Linked DNA regions of Oryctolagus cuniculus: region 1 is linked to region 2. A link is a contact called in public Micro-C data. All regions are on one chromosome and are shown on one strand. Each heading gives the region's core, a stretch centred on a gene start, on an enhancer-like site or on the middle of the called end of the contact. The rest is flanking DNA. Distances are from core to core; before and after follow the strand shown.

What was found. Hi-C and Micro-C count contacts between places; a contact is called where the count stands out from the background.
Region 1: a Micro-C map of ear pinna shows a contact between it and region 2, with 12 times the contacts expected there. The contact joins the enhancer-like site here to the promoter of APP in region 2. A contact is called at or near these places in 3 of 6 Hi-C or Micro-C datasets (ear pinna, psoas muscle and an unstated tissue).

What each region holds. Positions count from the first base shown.
Region 1 is chr4:19,957,221-19,963,805 of mOryCun1.1, reverse strand. It overlaps APP (amyloid beta precursor protein), which reads right to left. Exons shown (of 18, transcript NM_001195669.1): 18 at 2,088-3,040. The coding sequence ends at 2,939. Among named protein-coding and RNA genes, the nearest start is that of ATP5PF, 190 kb to the left of the region's middle. Within about 2 kb of position 5,260, at least 4 of the 8 cell types and tissues checked have an H3K27ac peak or open chromatin away from gene starts, as enhancers often do. A contact at or near this core is called in ear pinna, where this site is marked.
Region 2 is chr4:19,686,003-19,692,731 of mOryCun1.1, reverse strand. APP (amyloid beta precursor protein) reads right to left here and starts at 1,960. Exons shown (of 18, transcript NM_001195669.1): 1 at 1,783-1,960. The coding sequence starts at 1,839.

The DNA.
Region 1 (6,585 bases), core at 4,011-6,510, 270 kb before region 2:
ACTTGGGCCATCCTCCACTGCTTTCCCCAGGCCTCACTGAGTTTGGGTAGGCAACTACTACTGTCATCTGTTTGCGCTTTAGTCTTACATGAATGACCTACTCACTGAACAATCTCCAGATACCTGGAGAATCCTTTCACTCTACGTGAGTTTAAGAACCAAGACTACAAGGTGTCCATTTTTTAATTTTAATATACTAATACATGTATCAATCTGTATCCATATATTGAATTTTTCATATAAATCATAACATGCATATTTTCAAAATGTTCATGGAAAAAAGGGAATTAAGTTTTGATTGAAAAATGCTGAAATCCATGTAGTTTATTAATAATATGCATTTCCCACACATTTTTATATTGCTTGTATACATGAATTTCGGGATTTTTTGGCAAAAAATTAAACATTTTAAAAATTCTATTTTCCCATGAAGTTTTTAAAGATATATTTATTATTTATTTGAAAGGCAGAATAACAGAGAGGCAGAGGCAGAGAGAGGTCTTCCATTCACTGGTTCACTCCCCAAATGGCTGCAACGGCCGGAGCTGGGCCTATCAGAAGCCAGGAGCTGGGAGCTTCTTCTGGGTTTCCCACGTGGGTGCAGGGGCCAAAGGACTGGGGCCATCTTCTACTACTTTCCCAGGCGCCCGGGACTCTAACTGGCACCCGCGTGGGATGCCGGTACTGCAGGCAGTGGCTTTACCCTTTATGCCACAGCATCAGCCCCTCCCATGAAACTTTTTTTTTATTAAAAATTACATAAAGAACAAATTTCATGTATTTCATATATGCAGCTTTCAAAATAAACTTTTTAGTTCCATTTTCCATGAACTTTTCCAAGTACCCTCATACAGCAATCCTGTATAATTGCCCTAGCAGGCAATTTTGCGCTCACGAAAACAGGATACACTTAGATGAATTTTAGCTGTTTGTTCATACTGCGGAGTGACAGGATGAAACTATTATGATTACTCCTCTGGCTTAATGTTTTATTTAAAAGGCTGCAATCTAAAGCTAACAGGTGCTTGGTGGAGTCTCAGGTGAACACGTGGCCAAGCGCAGCCCTGCAAAAACAGCAGGGACAATGTGTTCTAAGGTCTTGGGAGTAGCAGGAGTAGCAGTCAGATCCGAGGTTTTCTGGAGGTGGGGCCTTTGGGGGGCGATAACAGTTGGATGAGGTCAGGAGGGTAAAGTCCTCCTGGGGGGTTTGGTGCCCACCTCAAACGCAGGGACTAGAACTTCTCCATCGTGGGAGGTCCAGTGAGAAGGTGGCCATCTGTGAGGGGAAGGCCGCCCTCCCTAGACCTCACGCTTCCAGCCTCCAGAACTGGAGAAATAAGGTTCATTGTCTCAGCCACTCAGTCTGCTATTCTGTTATGGCAGCCTGAAGACTTCTCCAGTAAAAACCTCTGTCTACATGACATTCAGTTAAACTACAAGTGGGGGTGACTTGGCTCCCCCTAGGGACACCTGGCAAGGCCTGGAGTCATGTTTGATTGCTGGTGCTGCTAAACATCTAGCAGTGCTCCGGACAGGTCCCACAACACAGCATTATTCCCCGAAAAACATCGATAGTGCTAGGTCAAAAAACTGCGTTAGAGACGACTATTGGCTGGTCTTAATTCTTATGTCCTCAGAACTTTGTCTCTCTTATTTGGGACACTCTTGAGGACTTGGCCAAGTCAAAACTTTTAGGTCTAGGAGACACTGTAGCAGCACTGGGAGATAGATGCTGGCCCCAATTTCCTACTCAACTAAGTCACACGAGTATGAATGCCCAATATGGGAAGTTTCTCTCTGGTCTACAGCTCACTAAATAATCAAGATGATCAGTTCAGTCATCCACACTGCACACTGGCACTCATCTAAGAATGTGTTTCTTTACATGAAAAAAATACCATTGCGTACGAATTAAAGACAAGTCCCAAGGGTCTGTCTATGCATGCCTTCCCCAGGCCCTTCGCCTCTTCGGTCTGCATTTTCTTGTGACAAAAGGAAATGGAATTTGCCTTTCTCTGCACCCAAAATTATTTTGACTGTTTAAGGTCCACAGGATGACATCCCTCAAAGAAAAGTCTTGCCCAGGGTTATTTTATTTAATTTATTTATGTCATACAGTGTAGAAAGCTATCATGTCATAAGCAATGATTCTGTACAATCATCCTGCAGAAAAAGTTTTGGGGAGGATTCTTGCTTATTTGAGACCAGCAGAGCACTCCCACCCCCCCACCTGTAAAAGTGCTTACAATGAACAGGGATTCTTCTTGTTTTTCTTTTTTTAATCAAAGATCCAAAGATACATGGACAAAAAAAGTTGAAATTCTCAATGCCTAATGTGTGCATATAAAACAGGCACAAAGAAATAAACGTGTATCCTCTTATTTCCTATATCACAAATATAGCAGAAGCAGCAATCTGTACAGTAAAATGCAATCATGGAAAGAAATTCTTGAAGTCATCTGGAATACTTAAAAATGTTTCAAATGCATAGTGATCAGGAAAAGAATACTTAGGCAAGAGAAGCAGCTAAACTCCCACGCTCACAGGAAGCACCCCCCATCGATTCTTAAAGCATATTTCAAGTAGGGCTTAATTGGGTCACAAACCACAAGAATAATATACAACTGGCTAAGGGGCTATGTGATAAATAATCAGGAATCTATTCATGCACTAATTTGATACAGTTAAATTCTTTACAGTACACAAAACCCATTAATAATGTAGTATGGTGACCAAAATGTCAAGAGAAAATACATTACTGATCTGTATATTAATTCAAGTTCAGGCATCTACTTGTGTTACAGCACAGCTGTCAAAAGGCGATAATGAGTAAATAATAAAACCGAAGGGCTTGTTTCTTTCCACATTATAAATGAACACCGATGGGTAGTGAAGCAATGGTTTGCTGTCCAACGTCAGAGGCTGCTGTGGCGGTTGTCTAGTTCTGCATCTGCTCGAAGAACTTGTAGGTTGGGTTCTCATAGCCGTTCTGCTGCATCTTGGAGAGGTGGCGCTCCTCAGGGGTCACAGCTGCGTCAACCTGAAAAGCAGGGATGAGCATTGAATTAAAAATCTTGTAAGAGTGCACAATGCAGCACCGGCACTGTGGGTTCACTTGGTTAATCCTCCACCTGCAGTGCCGGCATCCCATATGGGCGCCGGGTTCTAGTCCCAGCTGCGCCTCTTCCAGTCCAGCTCTCTGCTGTGGCCCTGGAGGGCAGTGGAGGATGGCCCAAGTCCTTGGGCCCTGCACCCGCATGGGAGACCAGGAGGAAGCATCTGGCTCCTGGCTTCGGATGGGCACAGCGCCAGCCGTGGTGGCCTTTAGGGGAGTGAACCATTGGATGGAAGACCTTTCTAACTCTACCTGTCAAATAAAAAAAGTGCACAGTGCAATACCTGTGCACAGTACTGGCAGAGCCGTAAAAAGGAGTGTGCTACTCTTCTTTTGCAAAGATTGCAGAACACTGAGGATTTTTCTCCTTTCCTCCTGAACCTTGACTTAGAGCAGAGTGCCTTTGCCACGAGTTATGTATATGTTTCCTCTCGCCACCAGGTGGCGCCGAGAGCCTTGACTGCAAAGTGCTCATTGGTTGCTGTTGCTTCAACACAACAGTAACTGGGTAACTCCCTGTTTGCTTAATAAGGTTGAAGAGCTATGATGGAAGGCTGTTTTACTTCAGAGTATGGTGGTTACCTAGAAAGAAAGGCAAGAGCCTCACAGAAAGGGATTCAGTAGAACAGACTGGGTGACACCCAGAGCCATGTAGAAAAACCACTGTTTCTTAAACTGCTATTCGCCCATCTTCATCAAATGTCACAAATGTCAGGTCTGACAGTCTTAATAACTAAAACAATGGTAGGGGTGGGTGTTTAGAGCAGTGGTTATGACACCACTTGGGATGACCCCATCCCATGTGTGAATGAGTCCCAGCTCCACTCTAGATTTCTGCCCCCTGTTGATGTGCACCCTGGGAGGCAGAGGCGATGGCTCAAGTACACAGGTCCCTACCAAACATGTGGGAGGCCTGGATGGAGTTCTGGACTTCTGGCTTCAGGGTGGCCCAGCCAGGCCTGCTGTTGTGGGATTTGGGGAGTGAACCAGTGAGTGGAAGATCTTTGTCTTGCACTCTGTATGTAGCCCCTTAGCATCCTACAGCCCTTGGGGCTTAGCTCAGAAAAAGACTTCCTATAATCAAAACCAGCAAGTCTTCCCTAAATTCTTCTTTTATTGTGCCAAGTAGTAGCCCCCTTGATATGCACACATCACTTCAAATTTTAAAAATTGAAAGGTACAGAGACACATACTATACTTCTCCCAGTATAGAGAAGAGAGAAGGTATTTAATTTTGCTGAATGAATTAAAAAATTTCCTACTGGAACCACTGGCAGGCCAAGAGAATACACACACACACACACACGTCATGAGGAGGAACAAGCATGTTTCCTATAGCAATGTGCTGATGCACCAAGCAGACGGTTTTCCTCTCAAGGGATATTCTCCAGTGTGTGCATGATGAAACTGGCCTCCCACCTCATTTCTAGACTGCTGCAGGCCCTTTCCCTACCACTTAGGAGTTGTCAACTGACATTTGGCATCTTGTGCAGCCTTGTTCCCTGACAGCCCATCTGGCCTGGCTCTGAGAGCACACAGCCGCCCCACTGCAGCGGTGCCTCTGAACCAAGCCTGGGAAAACTGCCAGAGAGCACATGGTGTGGGCGCCAGGACTCAGGCCTGGGGCTGGAGTGGGGATGCCATGACTACGCCCCACAGGCTAGCAAGTAAATAATCAGGTTCCGCTGTGGGCCTCTGCACGACCCCACTTCATGGACCGACTGGCAGTTTAGTCTGGGCAGGAAGTGGAATCCCCTTGACTAAGCTCAGGCAGCTGGAACAGACACACATCTGGCTTCCTTGTGCCTCTGCACAGTGTTTCCTCCATGGGGTGTCCTGATTCTTAAAGGTTCTTTCACAGAAGGACAGCATGCCCCCCATTAACTGTCACCTGCAGCCACATCCTTGGTGAGTTCAAGGACAGGGCTGGGCGTTTCTCCCTCAGAACAATGTTGCCAACAATCGCTCCCCAAGAGCCACACTCTCTCAAGGAGCTGTTGCGCATCACCACCCTTGGGAAGTCACTCGCAGGTGTATTCCCCACCCCTTCCTCTTTCTTTCTTCTGCATCCTTGTCAACAAATGAGCTCACCTGGCTCCCCTGGGAATTGCATCATTAGCCACAGGCTTGTGAAATTCAACCACCTCCGTGAAAGGTGAGCAGGAGGAATTCCATTCAAGCTCTGACCTGTTTGGCAGGGCCTGTCTGCAGCAGTATGTGCCTTGCATTCGGGTATCTGTTTGCATCACCTCCTAACTGAGATTTTGGGGAATGTCAGGGTTAAAAAAATTAACTTGTTTAGTACAAAATGGCTGTACTTTTGCAGGGAGGAAAAACCCTAATGCTGGTTGGTTGTTGGAATATCATAGTTTTATCTCCTGCAAGAGGCACATCAGCGTTCACACCGGCTGCCAGTAACTATTTGCAGGGAACACCTGGAAGTTTAGTAGCTTTACCTCCTCTTCAAATTCCAAAGCCGCTTAGAGCCCTGCTGGAAATGCAATGCTCAGAGGTCGGTGTGCAATCAAGCACCTGACTTCTTGGGGCCTTGGTTCTTCTAGCAAATTCTCGTTAACCTTTGCCACTGGGAGGGCAGCAAAGTCTTGCTATTCCTGCTGTGGGGCGGCTTGGCCCTCAGACTTCAAGGGGCTCAGGAGCTACAGAAGGGGATTATCTGCACAGGATGGCACCCAAGGAGGCTACGCTATGTCTTTTTATCCCTGATCTCCTTAAAGAAGAGAAAAACCCAAGAATCCACATCTATGGATAAAGCTACCACTCGAGGGTGAACCTTCCTCTTCATCAAGGCTCATCAAGCCCTTCTTGGTGGCTAAGCCACAGCAGTGACATGGGCCACCATACAAAGGCCAGCCACGTGGTGACCCTGTGCAGACAAGGTCCCTGCACCAACGCAGCAAAATCATTTCCTTAAAGCAGAGTCGGGGAGGTTTGATTGAGTAGTGATTGTTCTGGAAGCAATGATGAACAAAGAGGTCAGGGACAGATCCCGGACCCTACCCCCAGACAGGAGCATCTGTCAGTGGCTGAGACGAAAACATCCATGCACACCACCTCTGAATGTTCAGTCTGGACTGCCTAGGTTGGACAGCAGTGGTGACTGACCTGAAGACTTCATTTGGCTCGTGGTGCCATGCATTGCATCTTCCAGAGAGACCTGGGGCTCCCTGTACTGTGCTGCAGTGTGGCTGCACACATTGGAAAGAGCTGAGTCCAAACAGCCTGACTGACCTCGTCCTAAAATAGCTTCGACTAGAACTGCTGAATACCCTTTGGTTTATGTCCCTTGCACATCTCTTTCTCCCTAAACTTGACTCTTGGGATGGCTTCACCATAACCGGAGGAATTTATAGTGCAACTACCAGATCGTCCAGATACAACAGTCTCTCTCGATTTAGTTTTGCTGCATTACTGTGGTGTCAGGAGTATTCAGCTGGGGATGGAATCTTGCA
Region 2 (6,729 bases), core at 711-3,210:
AATCAGGCAAAAGTGAAATAATTATACAAATGTCATCAGATAGAAAATACATTCTCTAAAAATATGGAAAACCAAATTCTTGGACTCTTTAAAAAAATAATAAAAACCGATCTTAAGTAGCCTTAAGGTGATTCTTGAGGCACTTGTGGGTAAAAACCAGAGAGGAAAAAAGTTCAATGACCTTGCAAATTACGGACCAAGAAACTGTAATAGTGTGATTGCACAGCTTCGGTGGAACTGCAGGAAAACACTAGTCCGGAAATTGCTTTTTTGGAAAATTACTATGAGGTAGGGGGGAAAGGGGGGGGGGGACTGGGAGGGGAGGCTGCACTAGTTAAGACAGGGAGCAAAACCGATGCAAAATGCAACCTCCTCTGCCCCAACTGTCAAGCAAACAACTTCGGAGCATCTTTAGATAAAAAGAAAAGCAGTCATTTGCAGGGCGTTCGCTGAAGGTTCGCGAGTTGGATGAATGGGGCAGACTTGTTATACACCTAGTGGTGGGTGGATTTCACCAGGCTGCAGCCTCCTCGCAGCTTTTCTCTGCTGCACTGCAGAGGCGCCATCTTCTCCGTCTTAATCTTCACTCAATTCAATCCTTTTATCTGCACCCTAAAAAAAGAGACCCTGCGGACCTCCCCAGCATCCTGCGCCCCCGGGGGGACTCAACCAGAGTCCCCAGAGCTGCCAGGCGGGAGGCCGCGCCTTAATCAGACAAACGCCTCCTTTGATGCCCAGGAGGGGAGAGCCCGTGCCTCCCCATCACCCGCCACTGCCCTTTGCCAGACGCACAGCCCGCTCTCCGCGCACTCCTCCCCCAAGGACTCTGCAGCCCAGCACGGAACACACACGCCCGGGAGGCGATTCGGGGCTGGGAAGCCGAGAGGCCCCAGGGCTCGCCCGGAGAAGCCCCAGCCCCCTCCCGGGCGGACACGCAGCGCCGGGAGCCTCCGTGGCGCACGGAGACCCCCGCGGCTCAGCCACCGCGCCCCGGCCCGCCAGGGCGGAGTGCGGCGGCTTTTGTTCCCGGGACCCTTCCTCTCCCTTTTTGGGGAAGCAGCCGAAGGGGCGAGCGAACGCCCGGGACGCCCAGGCTTCGGGCTGGCTCTGGGTCTCCGACCCCTCCCATCTCTCGCAACTTAACACAAAAGGGAGACGCAGAAATGCTCAAAGTTTGCCTGCGGAAGGCGGTGCGCGACCCCGACGCCGGCCCCGGCCAGGGGGGCCGCCGCCGGCAGCCGGCAAGGGGAATGAGGAGATTTGGGCAAGGAAGGGAGTGGGGGGCGGGAAAGGAAGGTGAAACGGGGCGGAGGAGGCAGAGAGAAGCGAGGGGGGCCCCCGGTTTCCCAAGCGGTCCCGGGGCCTCAGAGAAAGCCAAGGGCACGGATTTCAGACCCCGGATCCGGGGACGCTGCGTTTTCGGCTTTTCCCCCACGTGCTCCCTTCCCCTTCCCCCATCTGGACGCCTCTCGCCTTTCCCAGCCCCCGCTCGCGAGGTAAGGACTGAGTCGGGGTCCAGCATTAGCGTCGACCCTTCCCCTTCTCGCCCGTGAACAGGGGTGCCCGGTCGCCCAGCCGACCCCTCGCCTCCGAGGGCTGGAGCGCGCGTCCCCAGGGCAGGGCTGGGCCGAGGGCGGGATGCGCAGGGCACCAGCGAGCGGAGGTGGAGGGCAGCGGGGTCCCCGCGACCACCCCAGACTTCTCCGTATTAGAGACTGGGGGGGGGTAATGTCCCCCCGCCACACACACACACCCAACCCCCTTCCGAGGCGCGGCACCCACCTCCAGCGCCCGAGCCGTCCAGGCGGCCAGCAGGAGCAGTGCCAAACCGGGCAGCATCGCGACCCTGCGCGGGGCACCGAGTGCGCTGCTCTGCGAGTGGGATCCGCCGCGCCCTTGCTCTGCCCGCGCCGCCGCCGCCGCCGTCTCCAGGGGTCCCGCACCAGCGCTGCTCCGTGTGCTCTCGCCTACCGCCGCTGAGGAAACTGACGAAGCCGGAGTGCGGCGGCAGGGCTCGCAGCCCGGAGAGTCAGCTGATCCGGCCCGCCCCGCTCGGCACCCGAGAGAGACCCCTAGCGGAGCCGCCGGGGAGCTGCGCCCGCTCACGCCCGCAGGGGCCCGCGCCCCCGGCGCCCACAGGTGCAGCGCTGTGGGCGCCGCGCCAGCGCCCCGCGCTCCTCCCTCGCCGGCCGGCGCCCACCTGGGAACAGTGGGAGGGAGAGTCCTGGGCCAGGAGAGGGACGGTGCGCAATCGGGGGAAGGTGAGTCCTAGGACGTCTGGGCTCCAGAAAAGTCGGGAGCGCTCCCTGCTCGCTCCCGAGAGCTTGAATCAGCCGACCCCGCAGGCCTCCCGGGGACGTCGTATAAAGGGCTGCTGCTGGGCTGCGTCTTGATCCGCATTTCGGTTTTTGTACCGACTTGGAGAGGTGGGGCAGGCGTTTCTGGGAGAGAATGGGAGCAGGAGAGGCTTCAAGGCACTAGGATGTCTTTGCTTGTTCAGAGAGCAAAAGCCTCATTTTTTTTTTTTTTTCATGTCAAAAGCAGCCGGCAGCAACCTGGAATGTCTATCTTTAGATTGAACCAAAGGAGAAAAAGCTGTGGACCTAGGCAAGAATCGGGCGACCCATTTACTTCTTCCTGAAAGACGGGGTTTTGTGTTATTTTTTTTTCTTTTTGCATTTATGTTCGTTTTACCTTCTTTTCTTTTCTTTTCTTTTCTTTTTTTTTTTTTTTTTTTCCGAGAAAGGGACTGTCAGTGACCTCGCCTTCGGTCCTTGTTCTCCCTGTGTCTGCTCAGAGTTAACAGAAGTGAACCTTCCGCAAAGCCACTGCTCCTTGATTACATACAAACAGGCCAGTGCGCAGGGTCCAGCTAGTCTAGAATGATCTGGAACCTCCCAGATGTGTCCCCTGCTCCTGAGCTGAAGTAGCGCGTGTCACCGAGGCTACAAGTCCGCAGGGGCTGGCGGGTGGGAGGCGGTGAAGCCGGGGAGGACTCTGGCCCTTCCCACGAGCTGCACTGCAGCCTGTGGTTCCTGTCACCTGTTTGGTGCACTGCTGGACAGTGTCCAGCCAAGGGGGCTGCAGACTTTCTTCCTGAGGAGTGGGCATTTATCTCCCAGCTCCCTTCCATGTCATCTTCTCTCTTCCCCTGCCCCAGGTGTTCAGTCCTGACTCACTGTCCTTTGTCCTCAGCAAATGGTCACAAATGCTTGTTTCCATGCAATATGGGTTTACGTGCTTCATGCCGTTTCCCACCTGCAAAAGTGAGGCAGGCCCCTTACTGGCATTCCTGTTTGTAAGTCAGGAAACTGAAGCTATTGAACCCCTCCCACATCTGACAGCAAGTGAATGACAGGAGGAGAGGCAGCAAGGAACAGGCTACAGGAAGAACCCAGCTTGGACTCTCCATAGCCCGCTGCTTCCCGTACGCATTTACCTACAACCAAGATTTCCAATCTGTCTCAGGCTTCTTTGAGGAAAAAAAAAAAAAGCCCCAAGAGAAGACCCCTGGAAGGTGCAGCAACAGCTATACATTTTGCAGGGTTTGGTGCAAAATGAAAATATGGGCTCTTTGTTCCAAAATTAGGAACCCTAGGATGGCAACAGCAGACGCGCCACGTGTGGGCTGCTGCTGGGTGCAGGGCCTGTGAGACCACACAGGTTGCACATCCATAAATCCGGGCCTGAGAGGGAGGAAGTAGCTTTCAAGAATAACAGATGCTGCTGGAGCATGAAATTCAAACACACAGAGATGAGGTTATAATCTATAAAAATTGGAGTTCTTCGATGTCGCGGTTTCCAGTGCTGGAATTCACCACACTCACACATTGCCTGGTCGAGATGTTCCCTACGGGACGATGCCTCGCTGCTGACCTTGTTAGAACGCTGGGTGTTCTCCATGTGTTGTCCTGAGATCCCAAGCTTTTTACATTTCTCTTCTGCATTTAATGGCCATTGCCTGCCCTGAGGATCTTCCAGAATCCTTTAGCCAGAGCTACAGGCCCAGCGCTAGCCAGAGCCCTAGGAAGCCGGGGAAGGGGCCAAGCATCAGCTTGATCCCCACGTCATCATCATCCCCAGCCTTGGCTCTTGCATTCCTCCATGTGGGAGACATTCACTAGCTCCTCAGTCAGCACATTCTTAGAACAGTCTGGTTACTAGAAAATTCTTCACCCATTGAAAGCCTACATCTCTTTCTTTGAAACTCCCACTCAGATATTCTCGCTGCATCCCCGGTGACCAGGCAGGGCAATTCTTCCCCACACTGCAGATCGTCACAGATTTGCCAGGAGTTCTCATGCTGCTTTTGCCTCCGGAATCCTCTCCTTACAAGATGGAACAGGCACTTCCTTCAGTAGTTGCATCAGCAGCGTAGCTTCTGGTTCCTTCCCCGCCCTGTGTTCTGGTATGTCTACGTGCAATACTTCAAGCATACTCCAACCACTGCAGTGTGGAATAGTCTGTCTAGTGCTGCTTCAGTCTGCAGCCTAACATTCCAGGTGAATTTTTTTTTCTTTAGCAGCTACATCGGACTCCGGTTGGTCACATGTACTACCAAATCTCCCATTTGTATTTCCTGCATAATTCGGCTGAGGTTCTGACTCCCAGCCCCTCAAAATGGAGCTGTGTTTCGAGACAGGATTTTCTCATCTATTAAGATTTTTATTTATTTGTTTGAAAAAGTTACAGAGAGAGAGAGAGAAATTCCACCTGCTGGTGCACTCCACAGTTGGCTGTTATGGTAGAACTGGGCCAGGCCAAAGCCAAGAGCCAAGAACATCTTCCAGGTCTCCTACGTGGGTAGCATGGGCCCAAGCACATGGGCCATCCTCTGCCACTTTCCCCAGGCCATTAGCAGGGAGCTGGATCAGAAGTGGAGGAGACATGAACTAACACCCATAAGGGATATCAGCATTGCTGTCTATGGCTTTATTCGTTACACCACTGGCCCTGGAGATAGGGGTCTTTACAGAGATAACGGAGTTAAAATTAGGTCATTAGGTGGAGTCCTAACCCAGTCCCAGTATGACCAGTGTCCTCATAAGAAGAAATGAGGACACACGAACCTGCAGAGGAAGGACTCTGTAAAGACACAAAGAGATGGCATCTGCAGCCAAGAAGAGGGCCCTCAGAGGACACCAACCCAGCTGACACTTTTATCTCGGACTTCCATCCTCCAGAATGCAAGAACACAACTTTCTGTTGCTGAAGCCACCCAACCCGCTGTATTTTATCAGGCCAGCCCTAACAAGCAATAAGGGGCTCACGGTCTTCCTCACACTTAACAATGTCTTTCGGTGATGTTCACGGCACACAGACAAGATGACAGGGTATAGCAGTCCACAACTGTGGTCACCTAGTGACTAGCATGGTCCTGTCCTGGCTTAGACCTTGCCTAGACTCTGCCAGGGCCTGCCAGTTAACACTGGCTCTCAACTCAGCAATTCTTAGGTGAGTACCTCAGTAACACTGTGCTAATCAAAGGCCCAGATTTGTGGGTGATTTGCTTTTTACTTATGCCCAAGGATGAAATGACTTTTTACACTTTCCCTTTTTAAAAGGAAAAAAAATGTGGAACATTTTATCAAAGCCAAAACTTGTATTGGTATTTAAAGTCTGTGTCAAGAAGTGGATATTTAGCACAGCAGTTAGTATCAGAGTGCCTCCATTCCAGTACTTTTTTTTATTTTTATTTTTATTTTATTTTATTTTGATGGCCTATGGCCATGGCCAGCACTCAATGACAAGCATTGTCGTTTAATGACAAGCATTGAAGCTGAGGCATGGTACTGGTACAGAAACAGATGGATAGACCAATGGAACAGAATTGAAACACCAGAAATCAACCCAAACATCTACAGCCAACTTATATTTGATCAAGGATCTAAAACTAATTCCTGGAGCAAGGACAGTCTATTCAATAAATGGTGCTGGGAAAATTGGATTTCCACGTGCAGAATCATGAAGCAAGACCCCTACCTTACACCTTACACAAAAATCCACTCCACATGGATTAAAGACCTAAATCTACGACCTGACACCATCAAGTTACTAGAGAACATTGGAGAAACCCTTCAAGATATTGGCACAGGCAAAGAATTTCTGGAAAAGACCCGGGAGGCACAGGCAGTCAAAGCCAAAATCAACTATTGGGATTGCATCAAATTGAGAAGTTTCTGTACTGCAAAAGAAACAGTGAGGAGAGTGAAAAGACAACCGACAGAATGAGAAAAAATATTTGCAAACTATGCAACAGACAAAGGGTTAATAACCAGAATCTACAAAGAGATCAAGAAACTCCACAAAAACAAAACCAACAACCCACTTAAGAGATGGGCCAAGGACCTCAATAGACATTTTTCAAAAGAGGAAATCCAAATGGCCAACAGGCACATGAAAAAATGTTCAAGGTCATTAGCAATCAGGGAAATGCAAATCAAAACCACAATGAGGTTTCACCTCACCCCGGTTAGAATGGCTCACATGCAGAAATCTACCAACAACAGATGCTGGCGAGGATGTGGGGAAAAAGGGACACTAACCCACTGTTGGTGGGAATGCAAACTGGTCAAGCCACTATGGAAGTCAGTCTGGAGATTCCTCAGAAACCTGAAGATAACCCTACCGTTCGACCCAGCCATCCCACTCCTTGGAATTTACCCAAAGGAATTTAAATTGGCAAACAAAAAAGAGGTCTGCACCCTAATGTTTATTGCAGCTCAATTC